2 separate regions of the Manis pentadactyla genome follow, and region 2 is linked to region 1. Evidence: chromatin contacts called from public Hi-C data. All regions are on one chromosome and are shown on one strand. Each heading gives the region's core, a stretch centred on a gene start, on an enhancer-like site or on the middle of the called end of the contact. The rest is flanking DNA. Distances are from core to core; before and after follow the strand shown.

The links. A called contact is a pair of places that touch in the nucleus more often than the background predicts.
Region 2: a Hi-C map of fibroblasts shows a contact between it and region 1, with 4 times the contacts expected there. The contact joins the promoter of RTN4 here to the promoter of RPS27A in region 1. A contact is called at or near these places in 2 of 3 Hi-C or Micro-C datasets (fibroblasts and skin fibroblasts).

What each region holds. Positions count from the first base shown.
Region 1 is chr2:189,970,602-189,976,422 of mManPen7.hap1, forward strand. It overlaps RPS27A (ribosomal protein S27a), which reads right to left and starts at 3,141. Exons shown (of 5, transcript XM_057497198.1): 1 at 2,946-3,141; 2 at 2,448-2,502; 3 at 1,951-2,036; 4 at 1,453-1,584; 5 at 881-1,064. The coding sequence starts at 2,993. The coding sequence ends at 915. It overlaps CLHC1 (clathrin heavy chain linker domain containing 1), which reads left to right and starts at 3,252. Exons shown (of 13, transcript XM_057497199.1): 1 at 3,252-3,580; 2 at 5,409-5,519.
Region 2 is chr2:190,111,449-190,117,565 of mManPen7.hap1, forward strand. It overlaps RTN4 (reticulon 4), which reads left to right and starts at 2,997. Exons shown (of 9, transcript XM_036925959.2): 1 at 2,997-3,818. The coding sequence starts at 3,260.

The DNA.
Region 1 (5,821 bases), core at 1,891-4,390:
GCCTCAGAAGATTGGAGACTGACGAAAATTAGGCTTGGGGTGGATTAATGATTGTGCATTGAGCATTGACTCCCCTATACAGAATTTTATTGTCGTTAACAACCATTTGATCAATAAATATGAGAGATGCCCTCACAAAAAAAAAAAAAAAAAAGGACAGACTTCCAATGGTAAAATAAATAAGTAACCGGGATGTAATGTATAGCATAAGGAATATAGTCAAGATATTGTAACAGCTTGGTAGGGTGATAGCTGGAACCTAGAAATATGTATATAAATGTTCTACCACTGTGTTGTACACTTGAAACTAATGTAATGTAATACTGTGCGTCAACTACCCTTCAATAAAAAATAATTATTAAAAAAAAAAAAAAAAAAAATTGAGTTCTTGACATTGACAATTATGTTCCCTTGTACTAGATGGCAAACATACCAGCCAAACCAGCCAGGGACTCACCATGTTTCTGAACTGACAAAGCTTAGCCTTTAAATTTTTTACATAACAAATAAGTTATGTAGCCTCTTAACACCAATTCATACAAATCTCAAACTAAGGGGCCAGTTCTTCACCAAAGGTCATTTGGCAATGTCTGGATTACCCTTTTTCGTTTTAGGGTGGGGCTCTATGCTACTGCAATCAAGTGGGTAAAAGCCAGGGATGCCATTCACCATCCTATGATGCACAGGGAACCCACACAACAAAGAATTATCTGGTCCAAAATAGTACTGATGTAAAAATCAAACACAAAACTGGTTGATATCTAGACAGCTGACATTAAATAGAATTCTCCTGCCAAAGTTTAGAGTGTTTATTAAAAGTGATCAATTTAATGATAAAAGCCACTCTTAATAAATCACTGGAATAAACTCCAACAATTAATGTTAGTTCATGTCTTTTATTAACCCATATACAATTATTTGTCTTCCGGTTTGTTGAAGCAATAGGTTAGACAACATTTGCCACAATAATGTCTGTCAAAGTGGCTGGCCATAAAAACTCCAGCACCACATTCATCTGAAGGGCACTCCCGGCGAAGACGACTAATTTTGCCATTCTCATCCACCTAAAAAGAACAAACCTGCTGTTAAGATAATTTTAGAAGACATTCTGCAATCTAAGTAACTCAAAATGTTTAACATTTTATTCACACAACACTGGTAATTTTTAATACTTCTAAACCAAAGCACCCCAAAGCCTTACAAGTAATTACAGTAACAAAAAAAGTTCAGAGTTCATTAAAGTGGTGGATGGAGCTAAGACCTGAAACTCAGATCTGACTTCAAAATCAGAACCTTAGTTGGAACCAGTTATAAGGGAACCTCATTATATAAAACTTGTTCAAATACTAATTAAGCAGGGAGGAAAAGAGCAAAACGTCTATATTGAAGAGAGTTTGAAACCAGAGATGCAAATAAAACATTATAGGTAAAAATTTTAATATGCAGGTTCACCTTATAATATTTCAGAACAGCCAGCTTAACCTTCTTTCTCTTATGTTTATTCTTTTTGGGAGTGGTGTAAGACTTCTTCTTTCTTTTCTTAGCACCACCACGCAGTCTCAGTACAAGATGAAGAGTGGACTCCTATTAATTAATGTAAGAGGAACAAGCAGGCTTTAAAAATGATTAAGCTTACACTTCAGTAAGAACTGTTAAGTAGCATCAGGCATCTTATAATTGGATGGGATAGGAAATACACAATTACATAAATAGAACCTTGGGGGTAGTCTGACTCTTAATTACTATTTTACTGGGAGATTAAAGAACACATCAAATTACACCAGCGGATGCACTCTGCAAAATCTAGAATGAGAGAAACTGTTTCTCAAAAGTTTGTGTAGGAGTCACCTGGGAATATGCTGCTAATCTAATACTATTTCCCCCACTTTTGCATATTGGTCAAAGTTTCCAAAATACTTTTATTTAAAACGCTCTTTCTTCCAAACAGACCTTTTGAATGTTGTAGTCAGACAAAGTACGTCCATCTTCCAGCTGTTTGCCAGCAAAGATCAGTCTTTGCTGATCAGGAGGAATTCCTAGTGAAAACAAACAATTAAGGGCAGCAGAACAAGTTTATCTGCTGGAGATTTACAAAGTAACCCTGAAACAAACAGTACTAAATAGTTGTTACTGAGTTCTTTCTACAGGTTAGGTGTAGTTTTAAATGTTTATGTATTTCACCTTAATATCAAGAACACTTAATACCTGTTAGTTTTCATTTTGATGAAGAAACAGGTGTTGCTAATAGTTGAACAAATTCACACATTTGAAACGCACGACTGCTTAGCTCCACGCTCATAAACTTTTTTTTTTTGTCTCTTGTTACTCAAATGAATTAATTCTGTCTGTGAGAACCGTGCCCACCCCACAAAGAGCAGATACGAGGTTATTTACAGAAGGGTCGAACGTCTACAAATTAATTTTCTGAACTAGAAAAAATTACTTGCCTTCCTTATCCTGGATCTTGGCCTTTACATTTTCTATTGTATCCGAAGGTTCAACCTATTAAGTTTTAAAAAGAAAATGCACTGGTAACACACTGAGAAACTAGCTCACTTCAATTTGGAGGTCACCACTGAAGCCCACCCACCAGAGCCGATCACTCAGCCGGCGGGCAGGCAACCTCCCGGGGCTGAGCTGGGGAGCATGTCCTCACCCGCTCGGGGCCGGCGCGCGTGCTCGCGTCCGCCCGGCGGGGAGCAGCGCTTCCCGGCCGCTGGCCCCCCTGCGCCGGCTACCCGGCCGGAACCACCGGAAGCCCAAGTCCTGGCTTCGAGCATCGGGAACCAGCCGTAGGACCCGCTCGGCAAACAACGCCCGGCTTCGGGCCAGGTTTCAGATGGCAGACTCAGAGGCACTTTCCAAGGCCGCAAGCAGAGCCGGACCCGAAATCCACCTCAGGCCCTCACTCAGGCCTTGGCTTCCTCAAACCCCCTGGCCGGTACCTCGAGAGTGATGGTCTTCCCTGTGAGGGTTTTCACGAAAATCTGCATCTTGGCGGCGGCTCCACCTGAGGTTGAGGAAAAAGCAAGGCCCGGTTAGACCTGGGGACACGGATGAGGAGACGGACGCGCCGCCGTACGGCACGCGGCCTCGGCGAACACACTCACCGCAGATGGCGGCTCGGAAAGGAAGAGCGCCGCGCAGGCCCACAGGGTTTCCCCGCGCCCTCGCCCGAGGCCCCGCCTCCCAGGTGGCCATGCCGATGCCTGGCGGTCGCCACAGCGGCTGTCTAGCTGTATGCCAGACCCAGTCGTGAGCCTCCTTTCTCTTCTCTCTAACCCGGGCTTCTCACTTTAACCTGCAGAATGCTCTTGAGGTAGTAGACTTACAACTTGAAAATGTATTTAAAAGACTTGCCCCATACAGTCAACGTGGCTAAAAGGGTCTTTAAAAGGCGGTATGGTTGAGGGGCGCCTCACGCAGGAAAAGGGAAGAAATGGAAGCGTCTTCTGGGCATGGTAGTTTTCCGCTGCTTTCCTTAGCCGAGACTACTTGTCCCAAGATGCAGTTCCGGGCCTCCGGTTCCCTAGTTACTGTCTCCAAGCACAGGTTCCGGAGTTTGGAGGAAGGGATTGAGGTGAGGAGGGAGGAAGGCTGAAGCGGCGTAAAGGCTTAGAGGAAGGTAGAAACGGGTCGGAAATGATAGGAGGAACGTTACGGGGCAGGAGACGGGACTAGGTTCTCTCGTGTACCTAGACGGCGAGGGGCGGAGCGCCTGCGGTCTACCACCCGACGCTCGGTGGGCTTCCGAGAGGAGGAAATTCCCGTAGCAACTAGGCAAACTGAAAAAAAGGTGGTACCTTCAAAACCTTTGATTCCTCCTTTTCTCGCCCTGTGGCCTCTTCTTGCCGTCAACCCTCGAGTTTCTCCTAGCCTAAGGAAGGTTCTGAGCTTGGTGTTGAAAATCTCAGTTTTCAGATTTTAAAATGAAGCCATACGGGAAAGAGTGGTGGAATGTTTATTTGGCTATAGAATTTACAAGTTTGGACGTTGGGAGTGGTGGTGAACGCGGGCCGTTAGAAGCGAGTTGCGCCCTCCCTATCTGGCCTTTCTCCGCTGCACAAACGACGGAATCCTGTATAATGTACCCTCCTAATGTCTCCTCTGTTTATCTATCTGTGCTCTCCCCTCAGCATCACCATTCTCAGATGTAGGCACTCCTTAATTTTCTTGTGGAAAGGTTCAGTATCTAACTTGTATCTTTATCTTTTTCCAACCCACCTTCACTTTTGCTTCCAAAATATTCTAAAAATTAAAAATAATTATGCCATTACAGTTGACCCTTGAACAACAAGAATTTGAACTTTGGGGGTACACTTACAAGTAGATTTTGTTTCCAGTCAATATATTGGAAATTTTGGGGGACCTTGGTGAAAAACCTTTTTTTCTCTACCTTATTGTAAGATTACTTTGTTGTAACACGTAGACAAAATATGTGTTAATTGACCTTCTGGTCACCAATAGGCTACTACTAGTTAAGTTTTAGGGAAGTCAGAAATTACACCCAGATTTCTGACTGTGTTGGGATTGGCACCCATAACCCTGTGTTGTTCAGGGTCTCCTGTATTCTACTTCACCTTCAGGATAAAATCCAAGTTCCCTAGTATGATAGTTAGCCTCTGCCTCTCTTACAGCCTAACCTGCCAACCTATTACTTGCTTTACACTTTAATAACTGAGCTAATGGAAATTTCTGAGTTATGCTATCTCATGCTTTGGCCTTTCTGAAGAGTCCATTTCTTTTCCAGGAATACTTTTCCTCCCATAATCTGCCTACTAGTCACCTTTACAATCAAACTCCTTGAAGGAGTTGTCTATATGCATTGTCACCAATCCTTCCCTTTCTATTGACTGAACCTACGTCTGTCAAGCTTTGTCCCCACCAAATGTATCAGTGAAATAGCACTTGTGCTAGATTTAGTGGTTATGTAGTACTTGATTTGTGTTAATTCCAGGGGGAAAATCTTTTTCCCAACCTGGGGCAAATTACCTTTCAAACGGAAATTGGTCAAAGGGAGAAATAAAGTGGGAGAAACCGGTTTATTGCTCACAAGCAGTCGTCCACTTTTGCTTACCCGTGTCTCTCACCACCTGGCTGCAAAAAAGGGACACATCCAACCTCTCCGGTCCAGATACACCATTTGCCTTGCCAGTGGGTTTCAGCCCCGGACAAGTTCACTATGGATTCAACGAGGCCAAAGAAATGACAGTGGAACGTTCTTGGGATGAAAGGGTTTATACCCAACTTTATTCCCACAGTGGCAGGTCAGTCACTAGAATCCCATCCACTCAGAGAGTCTGCATGCAGCAAGCTGGTCTCTGCCTCTGGGCCTCTGCCCCCACAACCATGTCAGTCTCTGACCTTGGTGCTGCCACCACTCCAGTCTCGTCTTTTCTCTCCTGCAGGCTTGCAGCCATGCCACCATGTCGTCCAGAGCACTGGGCGGAGCTCTTTATATAGAGTCAATAACAACGTATTGCCCACACGTGAGTAGTGAGCCAGCCAACCAGGGCCAGGTGAGAATCTTGGCCATAGGAACCTTCACTTTATCCAAACCGTTGTTGCCCCGTAATCACCTATTGATATGGAAATAGACTACTTTGCTCCACCCCTTGGAAACACCTATTGATGTGGCGATGCACTAAGGCCAGGCAAGAGATTCTGAAAATATTGCAATTTTACTCACAGTCTGTCAGCAACCTTTGACACAATTGATCACTTCCTTCTTATAAACACTTTGTTCAGCAGACTTCAGCATGCACTTCTCACTTCTACCTCCTTGGACACTCTTTTCCAGGCTCTTAATACTTCTTCCTCT
Region 2 (6,117 bases), core at 1,747-4,246, 140 kb after region 1:
TCTAAAGAGTTTGGGAAATTGACCAAACCTCTGGATGGGAATTGTTGCAAAAGAGTTTCAGCCATTTTTAATCTGCTATAGATGACTAACGTTAAAAAACCTTCTGCAGAGACTTGTAATGGGAAGGAGTTGGTGAAGCCCTTCCAGAGTCCTTCCAACTTTGAGAATCTAATTTCACCCAGCTGAGTGGATCTCCTGTAGTGTTCTAAGAGAGAACAGTTACTAACCTTTAGGGTCTGAGAACCTTAATTTTCTACTTTTGGTAAAATAATTTCAAACATATTCATTGAATAATTACTCTCTATTATTATGATCTATAATTTATATTCTACCTTTAGCCATTTCAAATGACCATCAGAATTTTCTTGTTAGTGAGAGTGATATTTACACAGTTACACTGATATGTACCTAGTTTTACTTTTAATTCTGGTATATCAGCTAGCATTCTCCATTCCTTATGTTTTGGTGACCATTCTGTGATCATTGGGTAAATTCTACTCTTATTCACCACACTATGTTTTAGAAGTCACTGAGCTCAATAGTATAAAATTCTTATTTTTCTTCTGCTTCAGAGGAGAGTGCTTACATTATTGACTCAGTATTTACTGCTATTTGCTACTAAAGTTCTAATAATTCTATTGTGATACTTTAAATAAAAATACTCCCTTGAGATTATTTTAGTAATAGAAGGAACCCAGATAGTGCAGAAATATCATATGAGCAACTTATAATAATATATGAAAAACCTCTGAAAATATTCTGTTAAGGAGTTTCGGAACAATCATAGTGGGGTGAACAGCATAAGAAGACTGAATTGCTGATAGTTAAATTGTAAAAATAGAAAAAGTTCGTACCATAAAATGTTGCTAATATATTTTTGCATGTGTATGCAGTTAGGTGAAAATCATGTATATTTTTGATAATTTTTGACAAATACTTGAAACATGACTTTTAGTTATCTTTGGAATCTGTTGTTTAAATTTTTAATTTGGTATTAAACCTCCCATCACAAAATTCTATGCTAATAACCTCTCATTACTCTTCCCAATCCCTGCCCCACCCCCAAAAGAAAAACAGACTCAAAGGATTGGTACTGCAGGTCTTGAATGTATTAATAATTAACCTGATCAGGTAACATTGCCAGGGAATCTTGTTCTACCTATCCTTTCTTAAAAAAAAAAAATTAATTTCCTAGAGCAGTTTTAGATTTACAGAAAACTTGAACAGAAAGCAAAGTTCTCATACATTTACATGCTATTCTTCCCAACCAGCTTCCCTTATTACTCACATCTTGCACTGCTGTGGTACATTTGTTAAAACTGATGAATATCAATATATTATTAACTAAAGTCCACAGTTTACATTAGGGATAGCTCTTTGTGTTATACAGTTGTATGGTTTTGCCAAATGCATAATGTCACGTACTCACCAGTACAGTATTATACAGAATAGTTTCACTGCCCTAAAAATCTGTGTTCCACCTATTCATCTCCCCTACCTCCTCCCCCAACCTGCACATGTCCTTTTTAATACCCAAATTAACGCTAGGATAATATTAATTGATTTGAGAATTTGCTTAAATAACCAGTGACTCCCTGTGGCAATCATTTAGATTAGCGCTATCCAATACAAATATAATGTGAGGCATATATGTATTTAAAATTTTCTAGAAAATGCATTAAAAAATTAAAAGTAAAAGGTGACGTATCTTATACTTGTTCCAATATATCCAAAATATGACTTACAAAACTGAACATTTTTTTTGTACTCTCAAGTCTAGTGTGTGTTTTAAAATTACAGCACATCTCATTTCAAACTAGTCACATTTCAAGTGCTCAATAACTACAAGTTGCCAGTGACTAAGGTATTTGAACTGTGCAGGCCTAGATGGTGAGCAGTTTGAAAGCAGTTTATTCTCCTCTCTCCAGGGCTGGAGATTAGCAAATATTTTGGAAAGGTTTATCAGAGAGATAAAGGAGCTTTCTAAATCTCTGGGTGCTGACACATGTCTGTAAACACTTTCTTTAAACCCTCTCTCCAGTTTTGGAAAAAGTAGAATGGGGATCACGCTCACTCCAACCTATCAAAGAAATGAATATTGGGCTTCCTGACTCCCAGAAGGCCTGAATCATCTGAAGTGTTGACTCATGAACCTAAGGTGACTGAAATGTAATGTGAATCGAATTTGCCTTCCAAGGCATCGTTGTTCCCACTTTTCTCCCTCCTCTCCCTCTCTTTGGGTGACTCATCCTTCTACCACTTAAAGAGTCCAGGGGCAGGCAGATCCTAAAACCCTCCTGGAAGGACATGAGTGGACTTTCAAATAGACAACCCCAGTCCTCAGATTATATCCAGCCCAGTGGAGTTGCCTACCTCATTCAGAGGCTGTAGTTTTAGACTGAGAGTGATCCTAAAATTGTCCAAGACCAATTTATTTTTTTTTAAGGTGGTGAAGGTAGTAGTGATGAGATGGTCTGAGAATTTACGTTTGAAAAAAAATGTAATCTTTTGTTTCAAAATCTTTTAAAACTTAATGCATACTTAAATCTTTACGGCCTCCTTCATGGCCCTGTTAGTACCTCTCTTCACTCTGGGTTTTTTCCTTTCCTGGGAGGAAAGTTACCATCCCCACCCCCCACCCCCACCCCCCTGTTAACGCCCTTCCGGTGGTTTCGAGCCAGACACTTCTCGGAGCCCTCAAGGCAAGCAGCCCGCCCGCTCGCTTTCGCAGTACCCTAACTGCAGACGGACCCCCCAGCTGCAGGTTAGGCCGAGACCCCCGGCCAGGCCAGCCGCGTCCAAGGTGGAGGGTGGGGCTACCAGCGCCAAGCCCCGCCCCCCGAGCCCACCCCAGCCGGTGAGAGAGAGGAAGTGCAATAGCCCAACCCACGTTCATCTCTTTCCCTTTCCGTTGGGCCGGCTGGTTGCCCATCGTCTGTGTCCCTTAGCCGATTGGTCCTCTCCCTCCCGCCGTCCGTGCCGCTCCCTGTCGGGAGGGTGAGTCACGCCAAACTGGGCGGAGAGTCTGCTGGCCTCTCCTTCGCTGGGTGGGCGGTGGCGGCAACTGGGGACGGGGCGGGTGGCGCATCACGGGCGCGGAGCCGGAGGAGCAGCCTCATTGTTCCGGGAGCCGCCGCCGCTGCAGGTCACTCGGCTCGCTGGGCCCTGCCGCTCAGTCCTCCCAGCCCCCACAGCGGCCCCGAGGAGAAGCGTGCCCCGCAGAGGGGGCCGCTGCAGCATCGCCTGCGACCCGGCAGCCATGGAAGACACGGACCCATCGCCTCTGGTCTCCTCGTCCTCCGACAGCCCGCCGCGGCCCCAGCCGCCGTTCAAGTACCAGTTCGTGAGGGAGCCCGACGACGAGGAGGAGGAGGAGGAGGAGGAGGAAGACGACGAGGACGAGGACCTGGAGGAGCTGGAGGTGCTGGAGAGGAAGCCAGCCGCCGGGCTGTCAGCGGCCCCAGCGCCCACAGCCCCAGCCGCCCGCGCGCCCCTGCTGGACTTCGGCAGTGACTTCGTGCCCCCAGCGCCCCGGGGGCCCCTGCCGGCCGCGCCCCTGGTCGCCTCGGAGCGGCAGCCGTCGTGGGACCCGAGCCCGGCGTCGTCCACGGGGCCCGCGCCACCCTTCCCATCCGCGGCCGCAGTCTCGACCTCCAAGCAACCCGAGGACGCTGAGCCCCCGGCCCGGCCTCCGCCTCCGCCCCCGGTCAGCGTGAGCCCGCAGCCCGAGCCCGTGTGGACCCCGCCCGCCCCGGCTCCCGCCGCGCCCCCCTCCACGCCGGCCGCGCCCAAGCGCAGGGGCTCCTCCGGCTCCGTGGGTGAGTGCCGCGCCCTCCCGCCGCCCCTCCCTCTTTTGTGTGCGGCCCCGGAAGCCTCGGGCGGAGCCCTCTTCTCCTCCCCGGAGCGGGCATTGTCTGTGGGTCTCGGGGCGCAGGCGCCCCCCCTGGTGGGAGCCGTGGGGAGCAGGGTGGGGTGGCCCTGGAAGCCTGGGCTTGTTCCTCATTGTCTGGGTTTCGGGGAACACGTGCCCCCCGCCGTCTCCCAGGTTCTTCCCCCTAGTCCGCAGTCCACTGGGTCTCAAAGTTAGGCACCCAACTCTGGTAGGAGCTGGGTGTGTTTCGGGGACCTAGGGTTGTGGATTCATTGGCTGGCTTGGTTCCAGGGTGAGGATGGACGGGCCTTGGAGCCCTCATCTTTTGTCAAACACCCGTCTGGATTGCTCCTAGGGAAACGGCGCAGTTTCGCTGCTCGTCTGTTTGCCTGCATTCAGCCCTGGCTCCCCTCTTCACCCTTCGCCTGGCTTGGGTAGCCCCCATGCGCTTCATCTCCCGCCTCCCTCCCCCACCCCGCACCCCCTTGCTCCCTCTTGCGCTGGTGGGGAGCTGGCCCAGTGGAAAACGTCCACATTTTGACCCAACTGCAGTGCAGAGAGAGCGCCTCCAGTGGTGTGGCGCGTGGCGAACTGGGAAAGAGAGAGTTCTGGAGAAGTCCTGCCACCTCCCCCGCTTACCCTGGTTGTGATGTGGCGAATCCCCGTCAGCTAAACGGAGCCGGGGGAAATGGCATCTGGGCATTTCCAACGGGCCGCAGCTCTGCCAGGGACTCAGATGTGCAGTGTGAGGAATCGCTGTTAGTGTGGACAGGTTTAGCCTCTTAATGCATCATAAGAATCATAAGATTAAAAAAAGGCAAGATAGTTGACATTCTTAAGGGGAAACCTGTAGATTCCTTGTCAGGAATAGGCCAGTTGAACTTGTATCCGATTTACCAGGAGATTTAATGAAATGTTTTGAAATCGACGTTTTCATGTATTGGTTAGAAATACTATTTCTTAGAAGTTGTATTTTCTAGGACTGCAGAAACAAGTCTGCATAGGCTGTAAATAATTTCAAGTCTTTACATTTACCTGAGTATAATGTTTTTAGGAATATTGTTTTGTTAACCCTTTTCATCTTGCGAAATTGTTTGAGGTTAGAGATTGAGAATCCATCTTAGAGAAATTGTTAGTTTATTAACAAGTAGCTTGTTACTTTGCGACATAACGTGTCTTAGTAGCAGTAGGACTTTTTTAAATGTATAAAACATCAACAGTCAGGTAGCGTAACTGCCTGCCGAGAACTCTTAGCCTTATTGGATTTTAGAAATGGTTCGTTTTATGAAAAAAGAATCTGAGATCACAGAAGAAATTTTTTCCTTCAATCCATTCCTGCTCCACGGTGTGAAAATAAACCAATTGTGAAATTTCTGAATAACATTTTGATAGTGAAGTACCCAAAGCATTACTCAAAACACTAATCACTGCTCTAAAAGATGCTAGATGAGGAATAACTCAGTCTTTCATTTTCTGAATCAAAAACACACATTTGAGAGAAACTAAGGTGAGGTAGAATAATAAAAAGTAGTGAGAAATTTTCAAAGGTAACAGAAGCATACTAATTTGTCATCTTGAATTGCTGCGTGAAAACAGAGAGGATTCCTTTTCTTTGAACACTAGGAATTCAGGAGGTGACAGCATTCTGTTGGAATTTTGACTTTTGGAATACTAACTTTGGAAGACAAAGTAGAGAGAACAATGCCTACTGAGGGGACTATCTTTACATAGTTCCCTGATTATGTATTGATAGTACCTACTGTGAAACTTCAGTTCTTTAGTAAATGCAGGGCACTGTGATTGTGGTCATGGATAGTTAAACCATTTCAGTTGAGTCTAGATTTAACAGAGTTTGTTCATTCAGCTGATGATTGTTTACCTACAAGGACACAGGCACTGTTTTGGGCTATGAAGGTATAGCAGTAAACAAGACACCTGGCTCCCTATGGGAGAACTACAGATAATAAGCACATAAAGAACAAACTTTATAAATAGTGGTAAGTCTTATCAGGAGAATAGGATGGTACCATGGAAAATAATTGGGATGTGTGTGTGGGGCCCTTTATAGGTAAGTTGTCACTGAGAAAGGCCTTTCTGAGTAGGTGAGATCTGAGCTGCAGAGATAAAAAATTTTGAAGCAACTCCTAGGAGGCAAAAACCCTGAGACAGAAAAGAGATTTGTGTATTTGAGAATCTTGTAAGAAGCCTGCTTGTGGGAGAGTGGTTGTCAGTGAGAAGGGAGAAGA